Regions from separate parts of the Sus scrofa genome. Here region 2 is linked to region 1. The links are chromatin contacts, called in public promoter capture Hi-C maps. All regions are on one chromosome and are shown on one strand. The core of a region is the stretch at or near the end of the contact, and the rest is flanking DNA. Distances in the headings are between cores, read along the strand shown. Region 1 holds the start of PIK3CD (phosphatidylinositol 4,5-bisphosphate 3-kinase catalytic subunit delta isoform). Region 2 holds the start of APITD1 (apoptosis-inducing, TAF9-like domain 1).

What was found. Promoter capture Hi-C pulls out the DNA fragments that hold promoters and counts their contacts.
Region 2: a contact with region 1 is called in a promoter capture Hi-C map of fetal skeletal muscle, with 4 times the contacts expected there. The contact joins the promoter of APITD1 here to the promoter of PIK3CD in region 1. A contact is called at or near these places in 1 of 5 promoter capture datasets (fetal skeletal muscle) and 2 of 47 Hi-C or Micro-C datasets (embryonic fibroblasts and subcutaneous adipose tissue).

The regions. Positions count from the first base shown.
Region 1 is chr6:70,024,396-70,029,121 of Sscrofa11.1, reverse strand. It overlaps PIK3CD (phosphatidylinositol 4,5-bisphosphate 3-kinase catalytic subunit delta isoform), which reads right to left and starts at 2,817. Exons shown (of 23, transcript XM_021095292.1): 1 at 2,674-2,817.
Region 2 is chr6:70,699,561-70,704,286 of Sscrofa11.1, reverse strand. APITD1 (apoptosis-inducing, TAF9-like domain 1) reads right to left here and starts at 2,593. Exons shown (of 5, transcript NM_001204935.1): 1 at 2,509-2,593; 2 at 99-222. The coding sequence starts at 2,562.

The DNA of each region.
Region 1 (4,726 bases), core at 1,568-4,067:
TAAACAAAAATGGTTCTGAAAAATAAGCCAGCCAAAGGGGAATTGCTTCAGAAGTTGCACATTCACTTCTCACTTTAACTGTGCAATTGAAGAAAAGCAAGGTGAAGCAGGAACTGACCTCTCACACGCCCCCCCACTCATACCCCCACTATCGCCCTCCACCCAACAGTGCTGCCGGGCACACAAGCTCCCTGCGTCTGAGGCTGGTCTCTCTTTATGGATTGTCTGTGCCCTGTAAGCCCCCTCCCAGGGGGGGCTGGTACCCTCCCGGCCTGCCTGCCTTGTTCTTAGCACAGCCCCTTGGCCCCCGTGGGATCCCGGTAACCACTTGCTAAACGTGATAAAGAGAAAAGATAGGAGTAGCATGCTTTACGCACCCTTCCTGGGCACGGATTCAGGCTGCAGAAATGCAGCTTGTCCTGCTGGAAGGGGACATCAGCATGGCCAGGAGTGCCTCTGGGGCAGTTTCCCTAATTCCAGAAACATCTATATTCGCAGAGGGGCCAGCATCGTTTCTAAACGTGAGTGGGGCTCAGAAGGAGGTAAGCTTGGCTTTCTGGGCAACTGCCAACTAGGTTTTAAGAGCACCCTCCATCCCCACCCCCCCTTGCATCCTAGAGTGACTTCTGTTACTCCGGGGAATGTGTGACAGCACCAAAAGAGACTCACCCTCAGCACGTCCTGGGCAGCGCTCTCATGAGCCAGGATGGGCACGGGAAGGCTAAGGGGTGGGCAATTTCTGCTCTAGAGAGAGCAGAAGAGAAAGCTCTACTCCTGTCTCCTTGTGCTGGGGGGCAGGTTTCTACGGGCAGCAGAATCTTCACCCCCCTTAACTCATCAGTCAGACCTGGGGGTTAATGGTACTAGGGTAGTATCAAGATGGGTACCTCAGATGCTGTGGCTCTGAAACGACATCCCAAGTGGCCCATCCCCACCCCAAGAGAACTCTTAGGAAATAGTCTCCTTCATTTGCAAGCAACAGCACCGCCCCATGAGGAAACGCCTTGGCATCTGAAGGAACCAGGACACTGGATCAGCTCATTGTAAACTCAGTGGGTCGGCAAGTCTCTTTTCTGAGCCTCAGTTTCCTCCAGTGAAAATGGAGACCACTCAGCTGCTACGGTTAACTCAAAACTCCTAGGTAAAAAAGATCGATTCTTTGGAGGGAAAAAGTCCCCTATGGTACTACCTTCACTAGACAAGAACACTGAGGCACTCCAGCGGGGGCGCTGCCTTTCTGCAAGTAGGCAGTGGGACTAGTCCTCGGTTTCAAAGTCTCTTTGGAGCAATGAACCTTTCCCTAGGAGACTCCTAAGAGAGGAACCCGCTCCCTGCCCCAAGGCACAGCCCCTCACACACACATGACTAGGCAGGACACTTCTGAGAGCAGCGTCCAATGGGGTTTCTGCAGGAGACCAAGGGAAGAAACCCCACTTAATAATCCCGTGGGGCTCGAGACTTGCAGGTCCCTCCTTCCAGGGTCACCTCAACGAAGAGAAAGCTGCCCAATCCACCGACGGCTCCACACCTCTCCATCCGCAAACTGAGCGGATCCCAAGGATGCTGCGCGAGGACCTGGTACGTGGGCTGCCAGCACCTGCTGCCCCAGGGCGCCCCCCCATCCGACCCCGGAAATCCCATCCCCACTCGCTTCCCCTCCAGGAGCAGCTTTCATCAGCGCTTTCCTGGCTCTCCATCTCCTCACTAAGGCACAAGATCGATGGCTAGGCAGTGCCCCCTCCCTGGTCCCCAAGAAAGGTCTCCCTGTCTCCCTCTCCTCGATCTCCAAGAAGGAGGTGCAGAGGACGAAGCCTAAATAAAAACAGGAAACGCAACTTAAAAAAAAAAAAAAAAGAGGAAGGCTCATTCAGGCTGAATTACGGGTAGGAGTATTAAAAAGAAGAAAGAAAGAAAAAAAAAAAAAAAGAGTCCGGAAATGCAAAGCTGGAGGCGGTTTTGCCGCCGTAACCCCGGCTCAGCCGCAGATCCGGGGGCTGATTGCCTCGCGGCGGCAGTAAACACGCGGTGAGCGGCGCCCGCGGTCGGAGCCCCGCCGGGGCGGGCCGGAGAGGGACGGGCCGCAGGTTCACAAGCCCGGTCACGTCCACCCCGGCCTCTCTCCAGCCCGGGACCCGGCTCGCCAGGGCTGCGGCGGGCGCTCGGGGCCAGGGCGCCGAGGCGGTGTGCGCGCCCCTCTCCTCGCGGGTCGACCCGGCAGCCCTGCCGTTGGGAGCGCATCCTGTTCCCCGCGGCGCAGCAGGGAAGCCCCCTGGTCCGGCTCGCCAGCTCCCGGGGCAGGCGCACGGGGCTGAGCCGCGGCCAGGCTCCCCGCACCTCGGCGGGTGCACGCGAGGCCGCACCGCAGCTGGAAGCGCAGCGAGTACCCGGGAGCTCCCCGTACCGCTCCGCGGGGCAAGCAGTCTAGGCGCAGGGGAATAGTGCGCGCCTCTCTCGGCGGCAACCTCGGCTCGGGTCCGGGGGGCTCGGCTCGGGTCCGGGGGGCCCACCCCGGGAGACGCCCCTTGCCGAGCTCGCTGGAAGCGGCAGGCGCACCGGCCCGGGGCGCACCGGCTGTACGCGCCAGGAGATGTCCGCGGTTCCCGAGGTCCCCCGAAGCCCCTGGCCCCGGCCCTCGCCCCTACTTCCCAGTCACAACCAGAGGCGAGCGCTTACCGGTCCCGGCGAGGCTGGCAGTGGCTGGGGCGGCTCGGCCCGGCGCCCGCTGGCAGCGACGGCGCTGGGCGCGACTGAGCCTCGAGAGAAAGAGGCGGGGCGCGGCGGGGGCGCCCCGCCTGCTGACAGTCCGCACACTCCACTTCCCACTTTGTTTCCTTTTTACTTGCAACAGGAAAAACAACAGGTCCTCCCGCCGCTTCTTCTGCCCCTGCGCCCTCCCCCCGCCCTCCCAGGTCTCCGCCCGCCTGGAGGGGCGTCAGCCCAGCTGCCTCTGGAAGCTGCACCTTGTCCTTCTTCCAAACAAGCTTATGTGTTTATAAAGAAAACAACCGAATGAAGGTCCTAAGAGCCCGTAAAAAGCTCCACGCCTTCCACATTCACACACCAAAGGATTTTAACAATGGCCAGAGAAAAGCTGGAGGCTTCTAAGAGCGTCCCCAGGCCAAGTTCAGGGACCTGGGCCCCAGGGAAAGCCGGTGGCCTCCAGGCTTTGGGGAGTCAAAAGCATGGGGACTAGGGGGTCGGGCAATCCCCAAGACCCTTCTAGGATGTGACCGGGGTGAGCCAGTCAATAGCTTAGTCAATGACTTAAGGACCCTCTCCAACCCAGCCTGGCAGGTAAATCACCTATTTTGGTCCCTTGGACAGATGGGAACACTGAGGCTTGAAGCGGGACTCTTTCTATCCAACACTCTCTGGGCCTCCCAGGACCAGCTTGGGCCCAGTACTGGCTGCAGCAACGGGAGGAGCAGAGGCTCTTCTGTGCCTAGCCAGCAAAGGGGAGAGAATTGCGGCAAGACAAATGGGTTACTAAGTGGTCCCAGTTTTCTAAGATCTAGGCTGCAGGCTCTGGTCTCTCGAATGGGTACATGTGGAGGAGCTGGGAGGGACCATGGGTCCCTTTGGGGAATATTGGGTCTGTCCCCAGGAGGGTACATCCTTCCCAACAGAACGTCTGAGGCTCAATCTCACTCCAACCCCAGGCCAGGACCACTGCAGGGCGATATTGTCAAAAGACAGAAGAGAAAAAGACCTTTCAGAGAGAAAATCTGATGGCAGGTCCTGATGTTTCCGAGCACCTGTCCTAGCCCTGCTTTGGCCAGGTTGCTGTGTAAACACTATTCCCTGATTTTCAGAGTTGGTTGTGAGAAAGTCAGATGAGGAGGACTTTTTTCTTTTTTTTTTTTTTTTGTCTTTTGTCTTTTTAGGGCTGCACCCGCAGCATATGGAGGTTCCCAGGCTAGGGGTCTAATCAAAGCTACAGCTGCCGGCCTATACCACAGCCACAGCAACGCCAGATCCGAGCCGTATCTGTGACTATACCACAGCTCACGGCCACGCCGGATCCTTAACCCACTGAGCGAGGCCAAGGATCAAACCCGCCACCTCATGGTTCCTAGTTGGATTTGTTTCTGCTGCGCCACGATGGGAACTCCAGGAAGACTTTTGCAACACCCAAAGAACTCTTCATTGACTATGCCTTTGCTGCCATTCAAATCATGTTTTGGATTCTCTCCTGGTGCAGTGGGTTTAGGATCCAGCATTGTCATCACAGCGGCTCAGGTCTCTGCTGTGACCCATGATCCATCCCTGGACAGGGAACATCTGTGTGCCACCAGCATGGCCAAAAAAAAAAAAAAAGAGAAAAAGAAAAAAATCAAACAAACATGCTTTGTAATAAGCAAAACAGGAGGCCTGCCAAGGGCTCAAATATAGTTCACACCTTGTTATCTCTGATCTCCACAATAGCCTCCCGAGAGAAATCTTATCATCCCCACTTTACAGATAAGAAAACTGAGGCTCAAGATGGTTGAATCATTTTGAGAGACCACACGGTCTGTGTCTAACTTCTTCTGGGTCCATGCTTCTCTGCCGGGGCCACGCTGCTTGTGCCCCATCGCCGAAGAAGTTTCACTTTCCCGAAACCCCAACACACTTCCTTTCTGAAACGAAACCCTAGGACTTGTCTCCCTCTTATGCCTGGAGTGCCAGGAAACTCGGGCTATCTGTGGCACCAGGGACAATGTGGCCCCTGAAGTTACCGGTAGAC
Region 2 (4,726 bases), core at 1,344-3,843, 680 kb before region 1:
GCGATGATCACGCTCTGTGGGGAAGACCTGCCAGGGCAGCCCCCCGAATCCCCCCCAACCCCTGGGGGCGTCTACACATCTACAGGAAGGCTGCATACCGCACTGTCGAAAGGTCACCTCCGAAATCGCCGCAATGGTTTGTTTGCTGAATGGCATGTCTTTGTCCGACGCCACTTCCTCGCAAAGACAGCCAACGGTGTAGTGAACTGCTGCCTTCAGCCTCTGAAGCAAAACCAAAACATTTCATGGGTACGTCTGCAAATCGGAGCTTTTCCCATCCTAAAAGACGAAGACCGACGAGAGGGTCCGCTCTCTGATTCCTTCAGCACTTTCCACACTGGCTGCGTAACTTTTCAAGTGTGCTAGTGAATGACTGGGGCCTCTGGGGTGCTTCCTAGTTAATGGTTATGATTTCGGTCGGGTAAAGGAATGACGACGGCAGGTCAGCGGGAGAAAAGGCAGACTGGTCCTGGGGAGGCGTCCGGGTGACTTCACTCAGAAATTCCATGTGGATGTGCAAAGCGCCTACGGGGTGAAGAAGACGTGTGCCGCGTGTCTGGGGCACACGATGGAAAAACAGACGGGGATTCTGGCCCCTCTCCGCCCCCAACTGGGGTTAATCAAGCAAATTCAAAAGGATCCCTCTGGTCCCTGTGCTTCAAGTCCTTGCCAGCCCCAGTCCTGCATGCGGCAAAGGAAGAACGGCCAGGACAACACAGGGAAGGGCTTATGAGGGCACATCTGACTCTCCTTTGATTTGCTGGTTTGCTAGCCCACCTCAGCAGGCCCTCACTGCTCCCCAACAACACTGGAGGTGCTGCAAAACATCCCTCTTTCCCATGAAGAGAAGAAGCAAAAAAAAAAAACAAGCTAAGCCAAGGGCTCGGTCTCCAGTCAACAAACTTGCTGAGCCCTGCGTGTTCCACCTGCGCTGGAGACAGAGCTGACAGGTGAACAGCATCGACTCTACCAGCACATGTTCACGGTGGAGGAAAGATGAGGAGGAACTGTGAACATGGGAGTGTGGAGGAGGGGCCGGGCAGATAAGCCAGGGATCTACCTTCCTGAGTCTCAGAAGTCACAAGAGTAGGTAAGTGGAGAGCTATGGTAGGAGGAGACAAAGAGACCACCACCTGGGAGGGATATAAGACCCTAAAAGGAAAAAAAAAATCACTTTGGGGACAAGTGGGTAAAACTGAATATGGACTGCCACTAGATAACAGGATTTTATCAAAATCAAACTTCCTGAGTGTGATCAGAGATGATTCAGAGTAAACCCTTGTTTAGGGGCAATGAACGCTCAAGTATTACGATTAAAGGTGAAGTGTTAAGAGTATTTAATTCTCACATAACTTCAGAAAAAGGAGACAAGGGGAGTTCTGGTCGTGGCTCAGCGGTTAAGGAATCCGACTAGCATCCATGAGGATGCAGGTTCGATCTCTAGCCTCGCTCAGTGGGTTAAGGATCTGTCGTTGCCACGAGCTGTGGTTGTAGGTCGCAGATGTGGCTCGGATCCCGCGTTGCTGTGGCTGTGGTGTAGGCCGGCGGCTACATCTCCAATTCAACCCCTAGCCTGGGAACCTCCACATGCTGCTGGTGCGGCCCTAAAGAGATTTAAAAAAAAAAAATAATAAAGGGGGACAAGGGAGCAAATGCAGCAAAATCTTGACAACGGGTGAACGGAGGTGAATGGCCTATGGGTGTTGATTGTATTATTCTTGCAACTTTTTCTGAAGGCTTGAACTTCAAAGTAAAAGGAATGGGCGGGTAAACAGCTTCCGAAATTTTCTTTCTGAAATACGAAGGGCACCCCTACGTAACTGAGCTCATTCCCGCATCTCTCAGGTTAATCCTCCCTGAGGTTTGCCACTCTGGCTCTTGGTTTTCACCTCTTTACAGCGCTGTTCTTACGACGGTGCCACATGGTATTTATTCCCGATGAGAATTAAAGGACCGAATACCCGCAACTACCCTGAGAGGTGGTCCTATTATCACTCCGACTTTCCATCTAGGAAAACTGGTCAGAGTCAACACCACCTCCCCCGCAAGGTCGACATTCGAACCCACATCCGATAGGCTCTGGAGCCCGACGGCCTGGGTTTGCAAGAGCCTCTGAGGCCGTCTCTTCAATTGCAAGATGGAGAGCGAACCAGTCACAAGAGCCATCGTTTCAGAGCTCGTGCTGCGTGCCGGGCGCCCCGCACAGCCCTGTCGGAGAAGGGGGACCCAGGGAGCGCGGCTGGCACTTCCCGGGAACCTTCCTCCGCTCGCCCCGCAGCCCCGACGCTCAGAGCCGCGATACCATGGAAACCGCCTCCCAGCAGCCCCCGCGGCTGCCGAGCCAGCGCATGCGCAGCGCCAGGCGCCCACGTCGCGCAGAGTCCACGGGAGCGCGCCCCCCGCTCCCCGGACGCCCGCGCCAAGGTGAGGCCGTGCTAAGGGCCTTTTTCTCCCCCATGTTTCGACGCCATCCTCCCCCAGACCGGCCGGGACCGCGTTCGCCTGTACCTGTCGGTAAGAGAATCGCTGCTGCTCCTCGGCCCCTTCCTCTTCTTCCATCATCACAGCGGGCCGACCCTGGCAGGCGCGCGAGAACAGAAAAAGGCGGCGGCCGTGAAGGCACGGTCCGATTTTCCCGCCGCGGCGCCAGGCGACGGGCCGCGCGGGGGGCCAAAGCGCGAAGCTGCCGGGCGTCTCGCGCGCGCGCCCTGGCGGCGGCTCTGGGAAAGGCGCCTCGCGGCCCGTCTGCTCCCGCCCCCGCCAGCTCCCCGGGGCCCGGACGCCGCTCGGTGCCGAGTTCACGGTCTGCACGAGTTCACGGTCTGCACCGACTCTTAGAAAGAAGGTGTGTGTGTGTACGAGGGGAGGGGCGGGGCGGGGGAATAACGATGCTGCAGTTCGTTATTGGAAATTCCAGGCGGCGGTAACCTCGGTTTGCCCTGCAAAATCTAGGGTGGGCTTTAATAATTCTGTCGCTAAGCTTAGTGCTGCAAAATCGGTCTATGGATAAATGCTTGATTTCTAGCCCCCTCAGCGACTCCGTGGCTCACCCCAGTGCCGTTGACAGAGGAGTATAGTTCTGACCCGAATGTTAGCCGATTTTCCTTTATGTTCAGAATTAAGTAAAATGAAATAGTGAAATTCTGAAACTCAACGTTGGATTTTTTTTTTTTTTTTTTGGTCTTTTGCGGGCCGCACTCACGGCATTCAACGTTGGATCTTTACTGCCTTCAGACTTTATTCAGTTATTTCCCTCCTTTTCAGCTTCACTCTTGGAGCTTCACTCATAACTTGATGACGTGTAAAGGACTTCTCTGCTGAATCAAATAATAGTGTTTAAGTACTGGAAGAGTATTAAGTACTGGAAGAGTATTTCCTGGACTCTTGTGCTGTTGTTGCCAAAACAGCCTCTGTTTCCCATTGCCAAATAGAAACGTGGAGAAAGAGTTTTGGGTGAAGAAGAAAAAGAGAGCTTGGAGTTCCCATCATGGCTCAGTGGTTAAAGAACCTGACTAGTATCCATGGGGACTCGGGTTCGATCCCTGGCCTCACTCATTGGGTTAAGGATCCGGTCTTGCAGTGAGCTGTGGGGTAGGTCACAGATGAGGCTCGGATCCTGTAGGCTGGCAGCTGTAGCTCCAATTTGACCCCTAACCTGGGAACCTCCATATGCCTCTGGTGCAGCCCTAAAAAAAAAAAAAAAAAAAAACAGGACAAGAGAGAGAGCTTTATTTTATTGCTTTGCCTGGCAAAGGAGGCCACAGCAGCCTAATGCCTTCAAGACTGTGCCCTCTTGGAAGGAGTTAAGAGGTGGTTTTATAGTTTGGGGAGTGGAAAATAGGGCCCCAGATAAGGATCAGGGTAGAGGCAAGTTTGCACTGTCTCAAAGCAGGTGTTTAGTGGCCCCCAGGACTGGCCCTGCCAGTCCTCCTTCCCAGAATGAAGATGCTTCATCAAGTAGTTCTTCCATTTGTTGAGGGTTTTAGTTCTGCAGAAAGGCTCAAAGATATTGTTATGAATGTTCCTTAAGAGGGAACCAGGGCCGGAGTTCCCGTTGTGGCTCTGACTAGTATCTGTGAGGACGGTGGTTCCACCCCTGGCCTTGCTCAGTGGATTAAGGATCCAGCGTTGCTGTGAGCTGTGGTGTAGGTCGCAGACTCGGCTGGGATCTGGCATGGCTGTGGCTGTGACCTAGGCTGGTGGCTACAGTTCCAGTTCAGCCCCCAGCCTGGGAACCTCCATATGCCGTGAGTGTGGCCCTAAAAAGACAAAAAAAAAAGAGAGAAGGAACCCGGTCCCTGCCCCAAAGCTGCACTATTCTCTCTTGACTGCTCCTCCCAGGTATCTGCATCCCCTCCCTTCCCTGGTCTTTGGAACTCAAAGAAGGTCTTGGAAGCTGAGGCTTATCCCCTAAAAACAAGAGAGGACACAGAGGCTCGTGTACCTGGGAGCCGGCAGGGCACTGGCTCGGTCACACTATTTATCACGTAAAGGCTGCAAACCCAGTATACCTTCAAGTTTAACCTGCATTATTAATTCTCCTGCCCCTGCTTCCTTAAGTAAACAGTCAAAAAGGACTTAAACCCTGATTTATAAATTTCGTAGGTGTATATCCTTCCGCCATTGCCAATTTCAAGCCACCGATAGGGGGAGACTGAACGCAGCATTTGTTACAACTCGGCTTTATGGGCCCCGCCCCCGCAACAGGCCGAAGGCTGTCACGCTG